Regions from separate parts of the Mus musculus genome. Here regions 2 and 3 are each linked to region 1. Evidence: chromatin contacts called from public HiCAR-type and promoter capture Hi-C data. All regions are on one chromosome and are shown on one strand. The core of a region is the stretch at or near the end of the contact, and the rest is flanking DNA. Distances in the headings are between cores, read along the strand shown. Region 1 holds the start of Pank2 (pantothenate kinase 2). Region 2 holds the start of AU019990 (expressed sequence AU019990). Region 3 holds the start of Cds2 (CDP-diacylglycerol synthase (phosphatidate cytidylyltransferase) 2).

Evidence for each region. Promoter capture Hi-C pulls out the DNA fragments that hold promoters and counts their contacts. HiCAR-type assays count read pairs that join an accessible place to other places.
Region 2: a contact with region 1 is called in a promoter capture Hi-C map of liver, with 2.6 times the contacts expected there. The contact joins the promoter of AU019990 here to the promoter of Pank2 in region 1. A contact is called at or near these places in 2 of 39 promoter capture datasets (liver and pre-B cells).
Region 3: a contact with region 1 is called in a HiCAR-type map of fibro-adipogenic progenitors, with 5 times the contacts expected there. The contact joins the promoter of Cds2 here to the promoter of Pank2 in region 1. A contact is called at or near these places in 3 of 39 promoter capture datasets (cranial neural crest, neural stem cells and pre-B cells) and 1 of 115 datasets of contacts at active chromatin or transcription factors (fibro-adipogenic progenitors).

The regions. Positions count from the first base shown.
Region 1 is chr2:131,260,803-131,264,248 of GRCm38.p6, forward strand. It overlaps Pank2 (pantothenate kinase 2), which reads left to right and starts at 1,698. Exons shown (of 7, transcript NM_153501.2): 1 at 1,698-2,013. The coding sequence starts at 1,767.
Region 2 is chr2:132,596,238-132,599,683 of GRCm38.p6, forward strand. AU019990 (expressed sequence AU019990) reads left to right here and starts at 1,959. Exons shown (of 6, transcript NR_033468.1): 1 at 1,959-2,168.
Region 3 is chr2:132,261,249-132,264,694 of GRCm38.p6, forward strand. Cds2 (CDP-diacylglycerol synthase (phosphatidate cytidylyltransferase) 2) reads left to right here and starts at 1,900. Exons shown (of 13, transcript NM_138651.7): 1 at 1,900-2,249. The coding sequence starts at 2,196. It overlaps Gm46766 (a long non-coding RNA gene), which reads left to right and starts at 2,256. Exons shown (of 2, transcript XR_001783482.2): 1 at 2,256-2,492.

The sequences.
Region 1 (3,446 bases), core at 448-2,947:
AAGCACTTCAGGCTTGTAGATCCAATGCACTCCGGCTGGATGCCCAGCCCTAGGAGGTGGGGGGCGGGGGGGGGATGCTAAGTTCAGCAGTAGGGCTTTGATGGCTCTCACTTTGTCTCATCTATCTTGTCTTTATTGTTTACACATAATTCAGAATTCCAATGATGTCTGAAGATTTTAGCTTAAAGCCTAAAAGGAGCTTTCCTCAGGCTCTAGCCCAGTGATTTGGGTCGGTATAATGGCTACACACGGGACAGAGACAGCATGAGAGGCTGGCAGCATGCATTCTTACTTCAGCATGTGGCTGCCTGGTACTCTAGGGGGACCAGAAGAGAGAGTGGAATGGCCAGAAGTTACAGAGGGTTGTGAGCCATGTGGAAGCTGGGAATTGATTCCTGGTCTTCTGAAGAGCAGTCCTACTCTGTTATGGGCATTCCTGATTTTTGTTAGATCCAGTGTGTGTGTGTGTGTGTGTGTGTGTGTGTGTGTGTGTGTTCCTGCGGAAGCTGGAATTTCAAGTTAGGAAATAAGGTTTCCAGAGTTAATTCTACACTGTGGGGTACTAGTTTGGAGCAAGTATGGGAGTGTTTTTCAGCATTCACAAGAGAAGCTCAGGCCGGAACTATTAGTGAGGGAGTAAGTTAGAAGGTAAGAGGGCTGTTATTCAAGGGACATTATCTCCTCCCAAGAAAGGTACTTAGGAAATTGTGAGAAAGCCTCAGTCACTTAAAATTGAGGGACTGAGGGAATGCTTCAGGGGTATATCTGGGTGGGATATCAAGGGTTAGGGCACTTGGGAAGGGCAAACGATTTAAAAAAAAAATCCATCTTCTGTAAAAACCCAGGGGTCTGGAGCTATGGTTCAGTGATTAAGAGCATTTGCTGTTCTTGCAGAGGTCTGGGTTAGATTCCTGGGATCCATATGGGGAAATCCCTCGATTTCTTCTGCCCTCAGCGACCATCAGGCACACACCAGGGTCACAGACATACATGCATGAAAAATGCTCAAACACATTAAAGAAAAACAAACAAACAAAAACCCCAACAACAACAACAACCCCAACCAACCTAACTTCCAAGCCTTCATACTGCCTTCTTCAGGAAGGGGAGTAGGTGAAGGATTTAGAATCCACCTCCTCCCGCCAGTTGTCATGGAGACAAACCTCAGTCTTTTCATTCCTTCTGGTACTGGGAATGAAGTCATAGCACAAAGGAAGAGACGGTGCTTGTACTTTGTGGACTGTAGTGTGGCTCCTACTGCAGCTATAGAACCAGACCCGGGGACAAAGGCTAAGGTTAGTCGCAGCTCAGAGTCCTTCCTTCTGTTAACACTTCTCAGTAGCTTCGGGGGCTCTATTGGGCGGGAGGAAGGAGTGATTCGTGAACAGAGAAGAGATAGTAGACTCCCTGGAGTTCTAGGGAATAGGGGAGCAGCTTGGCCACCGCTCTCGCGGATGCACAAGAGAGGGCGCCCCTCACTCAAATCCTTTGGGCCCCTCCACGATCGCTCCCAGCCTGCGCTGACCCCGCCTTCATCCGTCCAGAGTGCCTGTCGTTGGATGGTGGCGCGGTCTCTTCGGCTGGAGTCTGGGAGCCTATTGGACAAGACCTCTGGAACCCGCCCCTAGCCAGCTCGGATTGGCTAGCTGCACGTTGGCGCAACGGAAAAGGCGGCAGCCGGCGTGCGCCTGCGCTCCAGCGGGCTGCGCGGAGGCGGCAAGGCGGCGCTGGGGGGCTGGCTCGGGCGGCAGCGGCGGCTGTTGCGGATGGGAGCGGGCCGGTTTGGCGCGCCTATGGAGCGCCAGGGCAGGGCTGCCGCCACCTCAGCCGCGGTCGGCGAGTCTGCGGACTCGGAAGCGCGGAGGCGGGACCCGCTGAGGCGCCGGGCGAGTAGCGCGGCGCCGTCGGGGTCCGGGGAGGCGGAGAGTGTGAGACGGGAGCGGCCCGGCTCTCTAGGCGGCTCCACCTCGGCCGGCCGCCCGCGCGCCGAAGGCCTCCGGAAGAGGCGGCCGCGTAAGTGCCCCGGCACGGCCGTCGTTGTTTGCGCGCCGGCGGTGCCCGCGCGAGGGCTCCCCGCCACTTCCTCCCTGTCCCCTGGGGTGTTCTTTTCCTGAGACTCCCTCTTTTTTTCTTGAGAAGGCTCCTCCTCTCCCAAGTCCCTTTGAATCATCCATCGCGCTCACAACTGAAGCCTTTTCTATGGTGATTAATTTGGAGGTTGCTAGAAAATGCCCCTGAGGCGCAGCAGGCCCAAAACTCGACTCTGGGCTCGATACGCTTCTAAGCTTTGCTCGGTTTTCTTCCCGAGAGAATTCAGGTCATCTCGCATCCAGAGGTTTTCCCCCGTTTCCCTTCCGTTAGTTCACGGGAATTCCGGTTTCAGCCATAGCATTCTGGGCAGTAAAGCCTTTTCTTTGGAAGGGAGTCGACCTGTTCCTCAGTTACTCTTAAGCCTAGGGAGTTACTCTTTTCAGAGAATCGGGTTCTCATTTTATTACCAATTTGTGTTTCTTGTCTTGTGTGTTTTCTCCCCTTTAAAGCCTTTAGGGCTGTTGTCTAGCATCCACGACTACTGCTGAAAGTGTCAATTGTCCTAATACTGTAATAGGAACTTTTCAGCATAGCTGTCTGTGTTTTACATGTGGTTAAGACCTGGATATCAGATTACGGTATGAGGAAGGTAAATGCTGAGTGCAGGCAGGCTATGAGAATTACGGGAAGTGGCTTGATGTGTGAGGTCTGTTGGATAGTCCGCGCCCAGCCCTACCTGCTCACCCCCACCCCAGTTGCTTTTATCGATGATTTGAGCGATTGGATGTAGCTCTGTTTTGCCATGGAAGGTTTGGAGGATGTATGTATGTATGTATGTTTAGTACTTTATATCACTATATGTATATATTTTTTTTTTCTTTTCTCGACTTGTAAGAGATTTTATAATACCAGCCACTTGGGAGGTGGAGGCAGAGGAATATGAAATTTAAGACCCTGTCCTAAAAGAAAAAAGGAAAACGGATTTTCAAAGAGTTCCTGTTGTAGAATCGTTTGCTTGATAAATAACTTCCTTATTACACTTATTTATCGTGTGTGTCTGTATTGGTGTAGGTCAGAGGACAACTTTGCCCAGTCCTGGGGATGGAGCTCAGGTTGTCAGACTTGAGGGCAGGTTTTGTTTTGTTTTGTTTTTTTTTTGTTTTTTGTTTGTTTGTTTTTTTTTTTTTTTTGGTTTTTTTCAAGACAGGGTTTCTCTGTGTAGCCTTGGCTGTCCTGGAACTTCACTCTGTAGACCAGGCTGGCCTCGAACTCAGAAATCCGCCTGCCTCTGCCTCCCGAGTGCTGGGATTAAAGGCATGTGCCACCACGCCCGGCTGAGAGCAGTCTGATGAATTACCCAAGTTGGCCTCGTCCTCAGGGCAGACCCTTCAGTGCTGGGTATATACTGTGCCAGT
Region 2 (3,446 bases), core at 709-3,208, 1.3 Mb after region 1:
TCGATCATGTCTATGATCCTCTGTGTGATTTTATCCAGTTCATTGGCTTTGATGTCATCAGAGGCCATGTGCTGACATTTAGGTCCCTGTCCCTGATCTCTCCCTGCAGCCTGAGATGACTATATCCAACCTGTCCTGTTGACATTCTCATAAGGGATTCCACAGACACCCAGAAGTACCTCCTGCTCTTGCTCCTTACCATCCAAACCTGTTGCTCCACCCTAAGCCTTTCCTGTCTCGAAACAGTACCATCTATCATGTAGATGCCCTACTTGGGTTTGTTCCTCCCCCCACCCCCCTCTGAGTCCAATACATCCAAGGTGCTGCCTATTCGGTCTCCAAAGCCCACCACAAACATGTCCACCTCTATTCCTGCCTGCCTCTTTTTCTGGCCAACCTGTTTTGTTTTGTTTTGTTTTGGAGGTAAGGTTTCTAGAGACAGAGTTCAAGGCCAGCCTTATCAACATAGCAAGCTCCAGGCTGCTAGGGCTACATAGTGAGGATTTTTAAATTTTTACTTTCTAAAAGTTATGAACATGCATTCACTCACGTCTGTGTTCATGAGTGCTGGTGCCCGCAGAGGCCAGAGGCATTGGAATCCCTGGAGTGGAGCTACAGGCATCTGTAAGCCACTGATGTGGTTAATGGGGGTCAATCTTGGGTCTTTTTTTTTTGCAAGAGCTGTTAACTACTGAAGTATCCCCCCAGCTCCAAAAATTCTAACCATCTTCTCAAACTCATTGTGTGTCACTGTCTTTGGCTTTCAACACTAATCTTGGCCAGCCAAAGGGTCTCTGCGTACGTTGTTCCATTTTCCTAGAAACTCTCCCCATGTATTTTTCTCTTCTTTTAAGTCTTAGCTTACTACTCAGAGTAGCCTGTCCTGCTCATCCTATCTGAAATCAGTTCCTTTGTTCCTTAATGACTTGGCTCTTCTCTTTCTATCACCACAGTAAATCCCACAGTCCCAAGGCGCCCCCCCCCCCTTTCTTTTTTCTACAGCTGAGCCAATTGAGTGTCTTAAGAATCGTGTTAGGGCTGACAAAAACCGGGAAGCCTCATGCCTCTTTCCTGCATGGAAGTCTGCTGCAAGTGACCTTTCACAGTTGCACTCAGATCCTAATTCGGAAAACGCACGTCAGCACATGACGCTAAAAAAGGAGGTTGCTCTCGAGACCCCTTCAGTGAAAGTAGTTGGCTACCCAGTTCCTGTTTTGCTGTAGGCTGGGTTCTCAGTGACACAGCTGTCTTCAGCAGAGCACGGAGACAGTGGGAGAGTTTTCTCATGGTAAGCCTCCTTTCCTGTGTTTCTCACTAGAGTTGATTGTTATTCTTGTGTTCTCTTTCTCTAAGACCAGGTCCCAGGAGATGGACATTAGAAGAAGACAGGAAGATCTGAACTCAACTTAAATGCCTGTGAATGTGTGAATGAGTCTCCAGATTGCATTCTGGCGCTTTGAAATTGTAACATTTCTGGGAAAGCAGACATTCGAGAGCCACATCAGTGCAGCTCATTTAGTCCTTGAGAAGACATTTAGGGTCCATGAGGAGGACAGCTGCTCATGGCAAGACCCTTTGTCATTCATCCTGAGCACACAACACATCTAACAATTATGCTGTTTAGCTTTGTTGGTTGCTTCTGTGTTGTGTGCATCTCACTTGCAGCCCAGATTGTCCTGAAAGTCCAAATCCTTTTGCCTCCCTGAGGTTGGGATCACAGGCAGGTACCATCACACCTGGCATAATTATGCTCCTGAAATCACTTGGCCTAGATGTTGATCAGCAGCCAAGTATTCAGCAGAATTGAATGCATTGGCACGCCTCACCTGTTTCCAGCATTCAGAAAAGCACAGGTGACCTGAGTTGACCCTGAAGTTCTAGTTCACAGGGAAGCCCCCAAAGAACCACCCTCAGAGTATGCATCAATATAATCTGAAGAGCCAGGGCTGTGGCTCAGTGGTAGAGTGCTTGCCTATGATATGCAAGGACTCAGGTTGGAGCCCCAGTGCTGAAAGAATCAGGAAATTAAGTCATGAAGTGGTGCCTGGGCAGATAGAGGCCTTAGGAGGAAACTGCATGTTTTGAGGGACAGAGCTGGGTCAGCAGAGTGTTTCCACACAAATGAACTGACTTCTGCATTGAGAACGTGAATCAACAGATCCCACAAGGTCAGTGTTCCCAGGCTCCCAAGTCCTTGAGGAATTCTGGAAGGAAGCTGTTTATAGTCGTTTTTCTAAGGAAGAAATTGGAGAGTTGAGATATATGCTTTCTCCTGCCATCTTCATGGCCTTCATGGCCTGCTTCAGGACTCAGTGGGAAATTCAAAAGGTACATTGTGACATCAAAAGGAACACTGGTACCATTGACAGTTGTTAAGAGTTTGTGTTGCTGAGGCTTAACCCTAGGCCTCAGCAAATGCTCTCCCACTGAGCTATACACCCTCAGCCTCAACTATTTAAAGTCCCTTCCCTTCCCTTCCCTTCCCTTCCCTTCCTTTCCCTTCCCTTCCCTTCCTCTCCCCCCCCCCCCCCCCCCCGTTGTTGTTGGACAGGGTCTCACTATGTAGCCCTCACAGGTCTAGAACTCAAACTGTAGATCAGGCTAACCTCAAACTCACAGAGATCTGCCTGCTTCTGCCTGTGCAGTGCTGGAATTAAAGATGTGTGCCACTATACCTAGTCAGCCTTTAATTTAAAAATTCACCATAAAGGCCAGATTGCTGGGTATGAGGTTTTCCTAGCTAACCAGACTATATCTGTCAAGACTGTTTTTCCCCCCTACTTTGTGAGAGGAATTATTTTTATAGAAGATAGGAGTTTCTGATTACTACCTGCCCCCCCCCCCCCCACACCTTCCCAATTCCTCCTCTTTATCTTTTTGGTTTTATGGGACAAGGTCTGCAGACCATGCTGCCCATAAACCCATGACATCCTCCTGTCTTGGCTTCCTGAGTGACCACAGACATGTGGTACTCCATGGCTTTTGTCCCATTTAGTTTTTCTGCGGGACATTACATCAGACCCATCTCTAACACGGAGCATCTGGTAAACTTCTGAAAGAAGTTACAAAATGCCATGAGACCCAAGCACAGCTCTGCTTTTGTTATGCAACAGTGGAAGCTTGCCACACTCCATGCTTCGTGAGTCAGCCACATTGGCCAATCCTGAGCTCCTGCCTTCTTTACTGGTGTCCTGTAGGAACGGGCGGCTCCAAGCGCTTCCACTGTTGGGAAAGTAAAGCAAGATATACAAGGTCAATAAATGCTCCAGAGCTGGGAGACCTTAGAGGGCTCTGCTGCTGCTCACAAGTGCCTTCCTCGGTCTTCCTCCCCATCCACTCCCCACCTTTCTTTTTGACAGAATCAGAGCTATTTAAAAATATATTAATGTAGATTTTAAGCCTGTGTGAGTAGGCTCTTCAAAAGGCTTCTCTAATACATTAAACAC
Region 3 (3,446 bases), core at 650-3,149, 1.0 Mb after region 1:
GCTCCCATGTGTGGCTGAGAATTTAGCTCAGGTCCTCTGGAAGAACAGCCAGCTCTCCTAGTCACTGAGCCATCTCTCCAGTCCTGTATTATTTTTAAAGATAATATTTTATTTTATTTTTTGTATGCATGTGACTGTATGAGTTACGTGTACACGTGTACCATGTAATTGCAGACGATCCTAGAGGCCAGAGGAGGGACTTGAGTCCCTTGGAACCAGAATTATGGGCAGTTCGTCCTGTATGGGTGCTGAGAACCAAACCTCCTTCCTCTGCAAGAGCAATAAGTGCGCCTAACCATTGAACCATTTCTCTAGCCATGTATTCTGGTCTCAAACTTGCTCCAAGGAACTTGACGCCCTTAATTATCAGAAAATAGTCACATGATATTATCACCACCCTTCACCTCTATCCTTTTTCTTTTCCTTTCCTACATAGTGATAGGGTGTTGAAAGGGTGGAAGAAGAGGGTGGAGAAGGGTAGAAGAAAGAAAAAAGCCCACAAAGTAGCCAAAGTCTGGCTTCAAAAGGTATTTATTTCTAACAGAACAAAGCAAAAACCCAAACCCAACAAAACCAGCAAACACCAGTAGAGGAACAAGAGCACCCAAGCATTTGTGCAAAGCTGTTAAATAGCAAATAAAATGCAAAGACCAGAGGGCTGAAGTTTGTCTAAGTATTTTGCTGTTAATTTGAAACATCATAACAAGAATTTGAGAATGTAAGTCTTTTTCAGAACTCTTCCTATTTTCTGAAAACTCACAGCTCTGGTCAAAATCTCTAAAAGGAACCTGACCCTTGGTGTGGAAGACTTCTTTGAGATTGCAATCTGGCTAAGGACTGGGAGCCCTGTTTTGCATGAGAACAATGCTGGAACAGCACCCATAATACTGAATTCAGGCAGCATATGTGAACATTGGTTACAGCGTGGTAACAAACGTCTGAGTTCTAATTCTTACTCGTACCCTTGTAGCTGCTGGCTAAATGCTTAAACTAGGTCAGGAATAGAGGGAGGGGCTCCATAGGAAACATTCCTTTCAGCCCAAAGGTTTTCAAAGAATTAGATGTGGGTGTTAACTTACTCACAGAAGTTGTGGTTAACAAGAGCCAAACCTGAGGGTTTTTTTTTTTTTTTGAACGATTTATTTTTATACATGAGTACACTGTAGCTGACTTCTGATACACCAGAAGAGGGCGTAAGATCTCATTACGGGTGGTTGTGAGTCACCATGTGGTTGCTGGGATTTGAACTCAGGACCTTTGGAAGAGCAGTCAGTGTTCTTACCCACTGAACCATCTCGCTAGCCCATAGGTCCTGAGTTCTACCTTCAGCACAAAACAAGACAAAAACTTAAGACAAGCAATATCTTGGATGATGTTACTTGCAGATATCATATCCATTTCTAAGTGTTTTTTGTTGTGGTTGTTTGTTTTTTGATACAGGGTCTCAGTAGCAGTGGAACAGGTTACATAGATCAGATCCACTTGCCTTTGTCTCTGGAGTGCTGTGAACAAAAAAGGTGTGTGATTGGGACGAGACTATTTCTGAGTTCGGTGCTTAGACAGAATCAGTGCTCACTAAGTTACCAGCGACCATGGCTTGGCAAGGCAAAGTGAGCTGAAACAGGTTTCACCTCCTGCTATGATGTTCAGAGGTCCACCTGGTCTCTTCGTTTGGACTCCCAAGCTGAGAGCAGCAAGTCTAGGCCGCTACGAGGCGCTGTTGTCCCCCGGTAACAGGTTACCTTCTGGACCCAGCACTCGCGCGCGGGGACTTGCGGTAGGACGCAAGGACCCCATTGGTTCACTCTGCTCTTTTTCTCCCGCCCCCTCTAGGTTTTGTCCAATGAGTGTCTCGAACTCCGCTCACGCCCCCACCCCCGCCAGGCTGCCCCGCCTCCTGGCGTCTGGGGTTCCAGGCGGAGATGGCGGCAGTGCGCGTGCGCGCTGGCTCGCAGCTTCCCGGGAGGAGGAGCGAGCGGCCGCTGGGGAAACAGCGGCTCCGCTCTCCGGGCAAGGGCGGCGGCAGCGGTGCTGGGCGGGGCCGGGCTCGGGGCTAGTGGCGCTGCTGCAGGGGCTGTGCGAGGCACGGTGGGGCTGCGAGGTGCTCGGGCCCGCCGAGAGCCCGTGCTCACTGAGCCGACCCCCGCGGCCACCGTGCTGCTCACTCGGGGTGACGTCGCGCCGGGGTCCCCAGCATGACCGAACTACGGCAGAGGGTTGTCCGCGAGGACGCACCTCCGGAGGACAAGGTAGAGGCATCGTTAAGTGCGGAGGGGCGCGCCGGCAGCCTCGCCCTCTGACCTTTATCGCGGCCCTGGGTACCAGGCCTGGGTTGCGCAGAGGGTCGGCGGGTGTCTTTTGCTTGTGGGGACAGCGGTCTGCGGGCGCGGGGAGTAGCGCGTGAGCTCTGGAGGGTCTTCGCCTTCCCTAGGCCTTCCCGATGTGGACGCTGGACACCCCACAGACCTTGCTTGGGGCCCGGAGAGCGCGATGTAGGCTCACCGCTTGCTTTACAAGTATTGCTGTTGATTGGGGAATGGGGGAGGACTCAGGCCATAGCATTTGTCTCCTGGGAGATTAAAACCTTCTTTTGAACTTGATTAAAACATTAAATCTGTTGGTTCTATCAGAGAGGAGTCTTGATCCACTCCGTGAGAGGGCGGGTTAGTGAGCAGGTGTGTGCTCCCAATGGTGGGTTTGTTTACTGCGCCAAGTGTGGGCATTGATGGGGTAAAGGAGGAAGGTAAGGAGGAGGCCATTTTGGCAGGGACACAGCCAATGTGGGGGCGCTCCTTTGGTTGAAAGTGCGAGGTTTGTGTGAAGTTGAGAAAGGTGGAGGGTGGTTGTTTTACTGTGGACATTGAATGACGGACCGTATTTGTGGTTCGGATCAGTGAGTGATGAGTAGAACCGGCTGAGGTAGCCTGGACCAGAATGATGGAGACTGGTTAAGTCAGAGATTGTCAGCTTGTGACCTGCAGAAGCTCTCGTACGTAGGCCTGCGTGCTGATACGGAAATAAGGGTTCCGTTGAAGGTCTGTTTCTAGCCTGTCTTCAATAAAGGAGGAGGATATGCCGCGTTTCCCCTGATTAATAGTTGACAGAGTTTAGTATCTTTGTTTGCTTGTTCGAGACTGGGTTTCTCTTTGTAGCCCTGGCTGTCCTGGAACTTGATCTGTAGATCAGGCTGGCCTCCATCCCAGAGATCCTTCTGAGTGCTGGGACTAAAGGCACCCCACCCCCCAATGCTGTTTAAGGAAACAGCATCAAGCCTAAGCACCCACGTTTGACATCAGAACTTTTGTTTTAGATAGAATCTCTCTAGGAAGCCCTGCTAGCTAGTTTGGACCTCCTCCACCTCTGCCTATCCTGTGCTGTATAAAGGCACTAGCCCCCTAGCCAGCTTGTACCTTTTTACTGTGTTTGAATTGGTTAGAACATCAGGA